Linked DNA regions of Mus musculus: regions 1 and 2 are each linked to region 3. Evidence: chromatin contacts called from public HiChIP or PLAC-seq and promoter capture Hi-C data. All regions are on one chromosome and are shown on one strand. Each heading gives the region's core, a stretch centred on a gene start, on an enhancer-like site or on the middle of the called end of the contact. The rest is flanking DNA. Distances are from core to core; before and after follow the strand shown.

Region 1 (2,700 bases), core at 145-2,644, 180 kb before region 3:
AAAGGACTGGCAGAACAAGTATGTATGGAGGCGTCTAGAAGAGTAGATCTCAGGTACTTTCTTCGGGAACTCTAGTGGGAGGTACCCACTAGAGAAAGCAGAATTGGTCAAGCCAGTTCCCCTGGCCAAGCAGGTTGTCCTTGATAAAGGAGGATTTTCATCCCTGCCATTTGTGGATGGGGCCACTGAGGTCCTCTTGTAGCTTGTGGGTCAGGGTGTCTTCTGATGCTCTGAGCTGTGTCTTCTCCGGTGTGTGACAGGCTTGACTGTTCCCCACAGTATAGCTAGGTCAGCTCTTGCCTTGACCTTCATGGATAACCATCCTTTGGCTTCTCTCCCAGACTCTGGAGGGGAGCAGTGTATGACTTCCATCCATTCCATTCATTTCCAGCCAGGAACATTCAAGCTCCACCAGGGCAGTAGCCCCTTTCTGTCTGCATGACCCCTTTGTCCCCTAAGCATGGGATCTGGTCAACAGTTGATGCTCTGTAGAGCCAAGTATCTCTGTGAATGCAGACAGTGCAATGTGAACACGTTTCACAAGCCTCAGAAGAGATTTATAACCAGGTCGAAGGCTGATCCTTAAGAATATCAGCTTCCTTTACAGAACACACGGTAGCTGCTTCTACCAGTACCAGAACACAGCCCTGGCTTGTTCCTCTAGAATGTAGGACAAGATTATTTCCAGTGGGCACAGGTCTCGGAGAAAAGTGCACACCAGAGGTGTTGAAGGCCACAGGAGAGGAAGCAAGGCTTAGGAAGAGGCCAGGATCGAAGGCCCACTTCGGCCCCGCCTTCGTGCAGGGACAGGTGTGTGCTGGGGGTGTAAGGTGCGCGGGCGACACATCCCAGCAGGTACACCTTCCTTCGCCCACGAATGACCTAATTATAGGAGCCTGCAACGGCCAGAGGTGGGGAAGGTCACTCCAGGCAACCTGCCACTAGGCTTGTCCCCAAAGGTGTGTGACTCCCTTGTGGTTCCCAGGGCTGCTGGACTAAGCGCCTTAGGGTTGCCTTTAGTCATCAGGCTGGCAGAGCCCAGACCACATCTGAGAGGTATCACCCAGAGGCCTTCCAGAAACACCAGGTCACAAGGAATAAAAACCTCGCCTACACGGACTGCTCATGCGCCGAGACCGCGCAGGCGCCCTGCGGAGCCTGGGACGCCAGGATTAACCAGCACTGCGCTTGCTCGGACTCGCTTCTTCCCTTCCCCCGCCGCCCTCCCAGCGGGAGGACCACGCCCCAAGAGCGAAGCCACTTCCTTCGGCAGCCAACTCCGCTGCGCTTGCGCCCCGGCTCCACGGTGCGCAGCTCTGGGTCCCGGCCCCACTCCGTCGCCCTCCCCGCGGCTCCCTGACGCTGGCGTGACGTCACCACGCCGGGCGGCCGCCATTACAGAAAGCCGAGTCCCGAGCTAGGGCGAGCGGAGGAGGAGGCACAGCGGCCGGCGGCCGAGCACTGCGGAGCGAGCCAGCGGGCCGGCGCCAGCGCCCAGCAGCCGCCTGGGGCCGCAGAAAGCACCCCGGGAGAGCGGCGGCGGCGTGTGCGTGTGGCCCGGGTGCGGGCGGCGGCGCGGGAGCAGCGCGGAGCGGCAGCCGGTTCGGGCGGGCGGCATCATGGACGAGAAGTTGTTCACCAAGGAGCTGGACCAGTGGATCGAGCAGCTGAACGAGTGCAAGCAGCTCTCCGAGTCCCAGGTCAAGAGCCTCTGCGAGAAGGTGAGCTGCTCTCGGCCGCGGGTGCGGCCTCTGCCCGGGCCCGCCTATCAGGAGGCCGCGGGGACGGTGCAACATGGCGGCACGGAGGCCAGACCCCCGAACCTAGCAGCCCGGCGCCCGGCGCTGCCTGCGGCGACTCGCGAGGGACCCGGCGCCCCCCGCCTCCCGCGCGCTGATTGGATGGCGCCGCCACCGCGGCCTAAAATGGCGCCGCGCGCCGGACTCCGGGCTTCGGAGCCTCCGGGCCGAACCCGGCCCGACCCTGGGAAGTGGGGCGGCCGGGACCCTCGGTGGCCCGGCGAGGGACTGGCTGGGCTTTGCGCCCGGGAACGGGTTCCGGACTCATGGAGTCAAAGCATTGCGCTTGCACTCGGGCTTGCTTCGTGGAGCGGGCGCTGCCCACAGGGTCCCCCACAGCAGGGCTTGTAGGCCAGACCCCAGCGCCTATGGAAAGGTCACCTCGCTTTCCTGTCGGTCTCCACGCCTCGGCTTCCCCGGAGCCCTGTTTAAAGTGTGTGTTTAACGATTATGAAGGGAGTCGCTAACCCAGTTCCTACGAAGGTCATAGTGGTAGTTTGAAGGGAGGAATATAAAGTTTTCTTAGTTGGACAAATGGAGGATTTGGTGAGTCATACTACAACGAAGAGCTTTGGGATTGGAAATACAGTGTCACATTAATTTATGATGTATATGCTGACTCAAATTGGGTAGTGTGAAACCCTTCTGTGTGTAACGTACTTGGCGTGGAGCCATTTATTTTTGAATGAGCAACATAAACGGGAAGAGAGTCAAATTTTTTATCCTCTCTGGTTGCAAAAGTTTCTTGGATTGTATTTTTGTGGCTACAATCAGCAGTAGAAATCCCCGTGTTGACCGATTTCTCTATTTCAGACATGGAACTGAGTCCACTCCTTGAAGTGATAACTCGGTATCTCAGGTTATCTCATTCCATTGGTTTTCTCCAAGAATTGGGGAAGCA
Region 2 (2,739 bases), core at 106-2,605, 240 kb before region 3:
AATGAGAAGAGACTTTGTATTCAGAGGGTCTTTGTGTGTTTGTTTCGTTGGTTAATTTTGTTTTCAGAGTCTTGTGTAATGTAACCCAGGCTGACTTCAATCTTGTTGTGTAGCCCAGGCTGGCCTCTAACTCATTATCCCCCTACCTCACCGGAAGGTCTGAGCTACCATGAGTGTATGAATTTAGAATGTAAAAAAGACATGGTTGGAGAGATATTTTGGAGATTAAGAGCACTGACTGTTCTTTCAGAAGATCTGTGTTTGATTCCCAGAACCGACACGGTGTCTCACAACCATCTGTAACTCCAGTTTCAGGGGATCCAACACTCTCTCCTGTTCTTTGCCAGCACCAGGCATAGGCATGGTACAGAGGTAAAACACACATATTCATAAGAAATAAAATAACCCTAAAGATAAACATGTGTGTCTGCTGCTGCTCTTGGGAAGAAAGTCGGTGTAGAGACACAGTGGCCCTCTAGTGCTCCCCCTCTCACAGAGCCGTATTACTGCTGCAGTCATCCATTAAGACCATAGGCCAGAGGTTTGGTTTTCTTTTCCTTCTTTTTTTCCCCGAGTTTACAATGTTTTGGGTCTTTTCTTCAGAATTTTTGCACATTCATGGAGTTCTTGTTATTTTCTTGTTTCTTTGCTTGTTTTACAGAGTCTCCCCTAGCTGGCCTGAACCTCACTCTGTAGACTGAGATGCACGAGAACTCACAGAGTCCACCTGCCTGTGCCTCCAGAGTACTGGGACTAAAGGTGTGCACCACCACCCTGCTCATTGAGTCCTTAAGGTGATCTAAAAGCATACCTCTTACTTTGGGCATCTCCAGACTTTTCAGTGGTTGTCACTTTTAAAATGAGAGTTCTTTTTTTGAGGAGACTTTCAAATGCAAGATCACTAGGCTGCCACTGTGGCCTTGGAAGAAGTATGAGCCAGGGATGGGTCACATAACTTCTCAGCAGGCAGCCTCTGCTAACCGGATTGCTGCCACTGAGTCTGGCCACCATCTCTTTCCTTCAAGCATGCTGTGCACTGCAGATGAATCAGTAATCGGGGTCTGGGTTTTGAAATCTGCCTTGTAGATATTCATAGGATGAGGCAGAAGTCCTGGCTACAGTCCTTTGCCCTCAGTTGTCACAAACAGAAAAGGTGATAATTGGTAGCGCACGAGTATAACTGTGGGACCCACTTCCTTTCAAAAGGAGACAGAGGATGTGGTAGAGAGGAGAAGGCATGCCCTACTGCATTAATTAGTAAAGTGAAATTTGGCCTGTTAACTAACTAGGCCTGGCTCCTGATTCAGCAGTCCTGAAAGCCTGCTCTGGCTGGGCTCCACCCATCTCCTAAATCAGTCAGCTCTGTGGCTTTCTTCAGTCTCCCCCCCTCCCTTTGTGACCTTTGTGTAAGGTTTGACACTGTGAATCACCGTCCCTTTCTGGAACCACTCTCATCTTTTTTTTTGTCACATGTCTTCTTTCTTTTCTCACCTCCAAGTGCCCCTCTGCTCCTCTGCTAAATCACCTTCCCACCTGCTTCCCTGTCCGCATCCTGGAGCACAGGGTTTCAGTTCTTTGTTCTTCCTGTTCCCATGCAAGCAGCTTAGCATGGTCCCCACATCCCAGATGACCTCCTGAGAGCAGACATACAGGTCTAAACAGGACGGCTTTATCCTAACCATGGTTTCCCTCCAGCTCTTCCTGTTTTTAAAAGTGAAACTGATGTGGATCCCTTGTGTGTAATAAAGGGCCTGTCTCAGTTTAGTCAGCTTAACCCCGGAGCTTGGATGCTGGGCAAGCACTGGTCACCAAAGAGGCCCCCATTTCTGTCTTCTGGGTGTTTTGTGTTGTACCCAAGAATAATAAGGAAAGCAAACAAGAATGAACAGAGTGAACATAGAATTATTAAGGAAAACGAGACTGACTCCTGGGAATGGGTGGGGAGCAGCCCAAGGAGGATCGCTGCTGTGGGCAGGTAGTGTGGCAGGACCTGGGTGAAGACTTAGGGAATCTTTCTTGAGACTGTTTTTGCCTGGTCATTTGTATCATGGGTGTACCTGTGAGAAGTCTATACCCGCTGTGCGTGCTCCCTCTCCCCCTGTGCGTGTTCCCTCTGGTCAGACAGAGAGGTGATCATTTGCTGCTTGTCCAGTCAGGGGACTGGCTGTGAGAGGTGATCAGGTTGTCTCCAAACTGCTTGACTAGCTCAGGGTCCACAGTGGCCCCGCCTTTGAAGACACCTCTCATCTCAGTCCCATGGTTCTCCCAGCTGGAAACTTGGCATGGAGTTGATACTTTTCAGTCTCCGAGTATTGTGTCTGATAACCGTTTAAAAAGCAGGCCTACTTAATTTATTCTTGCTATAACATTCTGGTTCTTGAAAATGATACTAAGCTTTTCACATTTAAGAATGTATAGCCCTCCTAGTCTTCTTTTTCCCTTCCAGATCTCATTTTTAATGTTTTTAACTGTTTCACATCCTGTTTTGTGACACAAGATACCTCTTAATTTATGTTTGTTCTCAACCAAACCAGCCTTGAATTGCCTTCTGTTAAATGTTGTTTATGTGAGATAACCATCTACATGATCATGATCAGTTATTGTATTAGTCAGAGGTCCGCAGATAAGCAGAACAAATAGGATGATAGGATGATCCAAGAGTAGGCTTATGAGGTTCACTAACATCGTCAGAGGCTGATGGGTGCACTGAGGCCATCTGCACACTAGAGAGCCAAGGTG
Region 3 (2,700 bases), core at 102-2,601:
TGGCATGGGTCCTCGGCAAGGACTTATACACGGCAGTCAGGACACAGTGGAACTGGGCAACGGAAAAGATTAGGTCTCTTACCCAGTCTTCTCACACCCGAGTTCCCTCGCTTCTCTGAAGGAAAAAAAAAAAAGCTAACCACAGAGCTCTAGCTCAGAGCATGCACATCACGCTAGGGAATGGCATGGGCTCAGCTCAAAAACGTTTTCAACCCCACCGTGGGCCAACACAGGCACCTGCTTGAGCAAGTTGGGAAGACAAAGGTCAAAAGCAAGTGAGAAAGACTGGAGCCGGGGCGCTCCTTCAGAGATCTCCTTTTGGGTCAGACTCCTCTGGATGTTAACTGGGCAAGAGCATCTAGGAATTGGGCAGAGAAGTCCTTTTTTGTCCAAGCATCACCTGTGTGGTCAAGTAGGTAGCCAGCCCCATTACAGGGCCTGACTGCTTCGGTCACTTACCAGCGGGGGTTGAGGCTGCGGATGCTGCCCTGCTCCGGAGGCCGGTGGGTAGGGCATGAGCAGATTGAAGGCAGAGTAGACAGTCTCTTTGTACATGCCACTGGCACACTCCGGGGCCTTCAGGCCTGGAAAAACCACAGCTGGGTCAGACACCAGCCCAGCCAGCTGCTCCTAAGGACTGAAGGCTGTCTGCTCCGGAGGGGGGTTAAAAAAAAAAAAAAAACCCTGCCAAGGGGTCCCCTTCAAGTTCGTGACTTGACAGGGAACAGCGACCTCCGAACGGGTGGAAATATCCGCAAAGGCAAGTTTTTGAGGAAAGACCCCCGAGTCCAGACCTCCACTTCGCGACCGGGACTTGACTCCCTACCCCACCCTCCTGCTTGGGAACCTTAGCCAAGGCTTGCTCCTCAAGGCAAAGGATTAGTCAGTCACCTGGGCTGGAGGGGAGGCGGAGATGGCGGGGGTCTGTTTACTCCTATAAAGGTCAGGGCACCGGAAGTGACTCCAGCTCAGCGGCGCCCGGGAAACCCGCCCCCCACACCCCCACCCCCGGTTCTAGCGCCTTCTTCCCCAGCCGCGCAAAAACTCACCGTCCTCTAGGGACTCTGGAAGTTTGTCCGGGAAAAGTCTCTGCGAAGTGTGCTCCCGTCCCAGGGCCTGCAGAGCGAAGCAGAGGGGCCATGAGGAGCGGAGGGAACAGGAGGGGCTCCAGAGATGGGACCCACGAGGACCGTGGCGCGGGGGGGCGGGTCCGCACGCTACCAACTCGGGACGAGGTCCTCCGGGGAGGAGCGGGCCGGGCTCACCTCGGGCGCTCCCTCGGCTTCTCCATGTACTCGGACGCCGGGACCCGGGACCCCGGCGCCTGCGGCCGCGCCTTCGGACTCATTCACCAGTGAGGACTTGAGCTCTGCCAGGTCCCGCTCCGGGCCCACAGCGCTGTCGCGATTCTTATCGTCCTGTTCCTCGCCTTCGTCTTGGAAGGCCAGCAGCTCGTCGGGCGCGCCGAGGTCGTCGCCTGCGCCCGCGCCGCCCCCGCCCGAGTCCAGCTGCGGCATGGTGCGCTGCGCCCGCCGGGGCGCCGGGTGCGGGGCGCGGAGCCGGCCGGGAAGGCGGCGAGCCCAGGGTGCGGGGCTCCGAGCCCGGAGCGCGGCGGGCGGAGCGCACGCTGACTCCGCCTGAGCGGCCAGTGGGCGCGGGGCGAGGGCGCGGGGCACAGCAGCTTTGGGAGCCGGCGGGTCGGAACATCAAAGGCACCGCGGGCAGCGAGCCGGGGGCGGGGCGGGCGCCGGGGCGGGGCCGCGGTGGGAGGGGCTAACGTCCCAGGCCCCGCCCTCCCCTCCCTGGAGAGACCGGGACAGGCCCACTGGGAATAATCTTAAAGGGCTCGCTCTCCAGCTATTCTCTAACCTGAAATCCATTACTAAACTCTGGAACTCCATTTCCTTAACTATCATACAGCCACAACTTGCGTCCAAGTTGCGGAGAAGGTGGTTCCTTAGACCGGTGGAACCTGTGGATGACTTGGAACCTTGGTGTGAACAGCGTCCTTTGCTCAATCTGGAGGCTTCTTACGTCCCCGGGATACTAGATGGACCCTGACACACACACACACACACACACACACACACACACACACACAAACACCTGCCCTTTTGATCATCCCTGTGCCGATTAGGGACCTTATTCCAGACAGCCTGCTTACATAGACACAAGCATTAGCGCCTCACACATTTATTGAGCTCCTGCCTGTTGTTGCATGTGCAAATCAAACACTATAAATATATGACATGTGGTGGCTCGAGGCGAGGAAGGATCGTGGCCACTCACGTGGTTTCTCCAGCCCGCTATGACTTTTTCAACTAAGTTCGACGCTTAGAACCTGCTGTCCAGGAACTGAGACTTCCGGCGGCCACATGGGTCACGAAATTCTCTCTTGGGGTCTTTAGGCAGCTGCTCAGTCTGGGAAGTTGCATCCGGAGCCCATTGACTCAGACGCTAGTTAAGGCCGCGTCTTCAGTGGCATCTCCTTGGCACCCAGCATCGAATTCACCACGACCGATCACTGTTTCTGTAAGACACTAGGCCCTTTGGATAGCCATGCAGTAAACTGAAGGTCGCACACCTCCGCCTCAAGAACGTTTCGGTGTTGGAGTCAATGTAGACCTCTTCCACCTCTTGGGAAAGCAGTTGAAACAACAGTGGGTAATTTGTGAAGGAGGACACTGGCCGCCTCTCCGA

Evidence for each region. HiChIP or PLAC-seq counts read pairs in DNA pulled down with a chosen protein or histone mark. Capture Hi-C pulls out chosen DNA fragments and counts their contacts.
Region 1: a promoter capture Hi-C map of adipose tissue shows a contact between it and region 3. The contact joins the promoter of Ppp2ca here to the promoter of Tcf7 in region 3. A contact is called at or near these places in 3 of 484 Hi-C or Micro-C datasets (the N1E-115 cell line, embryonic stem cells and muscle stem cells), 2 of 115 datasets of contacts at active chromatin or transcription factors (the SCID.adh cell line and trophoblast stem cells) and 3 of 9 other capture datasets (adipose tissue, liver and pancreatic islet).
Region 2: an H3K4me3 HiChIP or PLAC-seq map of the SCID.adh cell line shows a contact between it and region 3, with 13 read pairs. The contact joins the enhancer-like site here to the promoter of Tcf7 in region 3. A contact is called at or near these places in 4 of 39 promoter capture datasets (the C10 cell line, erythroid cells, hippocampal neurons and 1 more), 2 of 15 datasets of contacts at CTCF or cohesin (the NIH/3T3 cell line and large pre-B cells), 1 of 484 Hi-C or Micro-C datasets (liver), 1 of 115 datasets of contacts at active chromatin or transcription factors (the SCID.adh cell line) and 3 of 9 other capture datasets (adipose tissue, liver and pancreatic islet).

The regions. Positions count from the first base shown.
Region 1 is chr11:52,097,430-52,100,129 of GRCm38.p6, forward strand. It overlaps Ppp2ca (protein phosphatase 2 (formerly 2A), catalytic subunit, alpha isoform), which reads left to right and starts at 1,395. Exons shown (of 7, transcript NM_019411.4): 1 at 1,395-1,721. The coding sequence starts at 1,620.
Region 2 is chr11:52,045,271-52,048,009 of GRCm38.p6, forward strand. All of the region lies in intron 13 of Cdkl3 (cyclin-dependent kinase-like 3), which reads left to right. Among named protein-coding and RNA genes, the nearest start is that of Cdkl3, 42 kb to the left of the region's middle. Within about 2 kb of position 1,356, at least 126 of the 459 cell types and tissues checked have an H3K27ac peak or open chromatin away from gene starts, as enhancers often do. A contact at or near this core is called in the NIH/3T3 cell line, the SCID.adh cell line and adipose tissue, where this site is marked.
Region 3 is chr11:52,281,663-52,284,362 of GRCm38.p6, forward strand. It overlaps Tcf7 (transcription factor 7, T cell specific), which reads right to left and starts at 1,352. Exons shown (of 11, transcript NM_001313981.1): 1 at 1,266-1,352; 2 at 1,050-1,116; 3 at 460-584. The coding sequence starts at 555.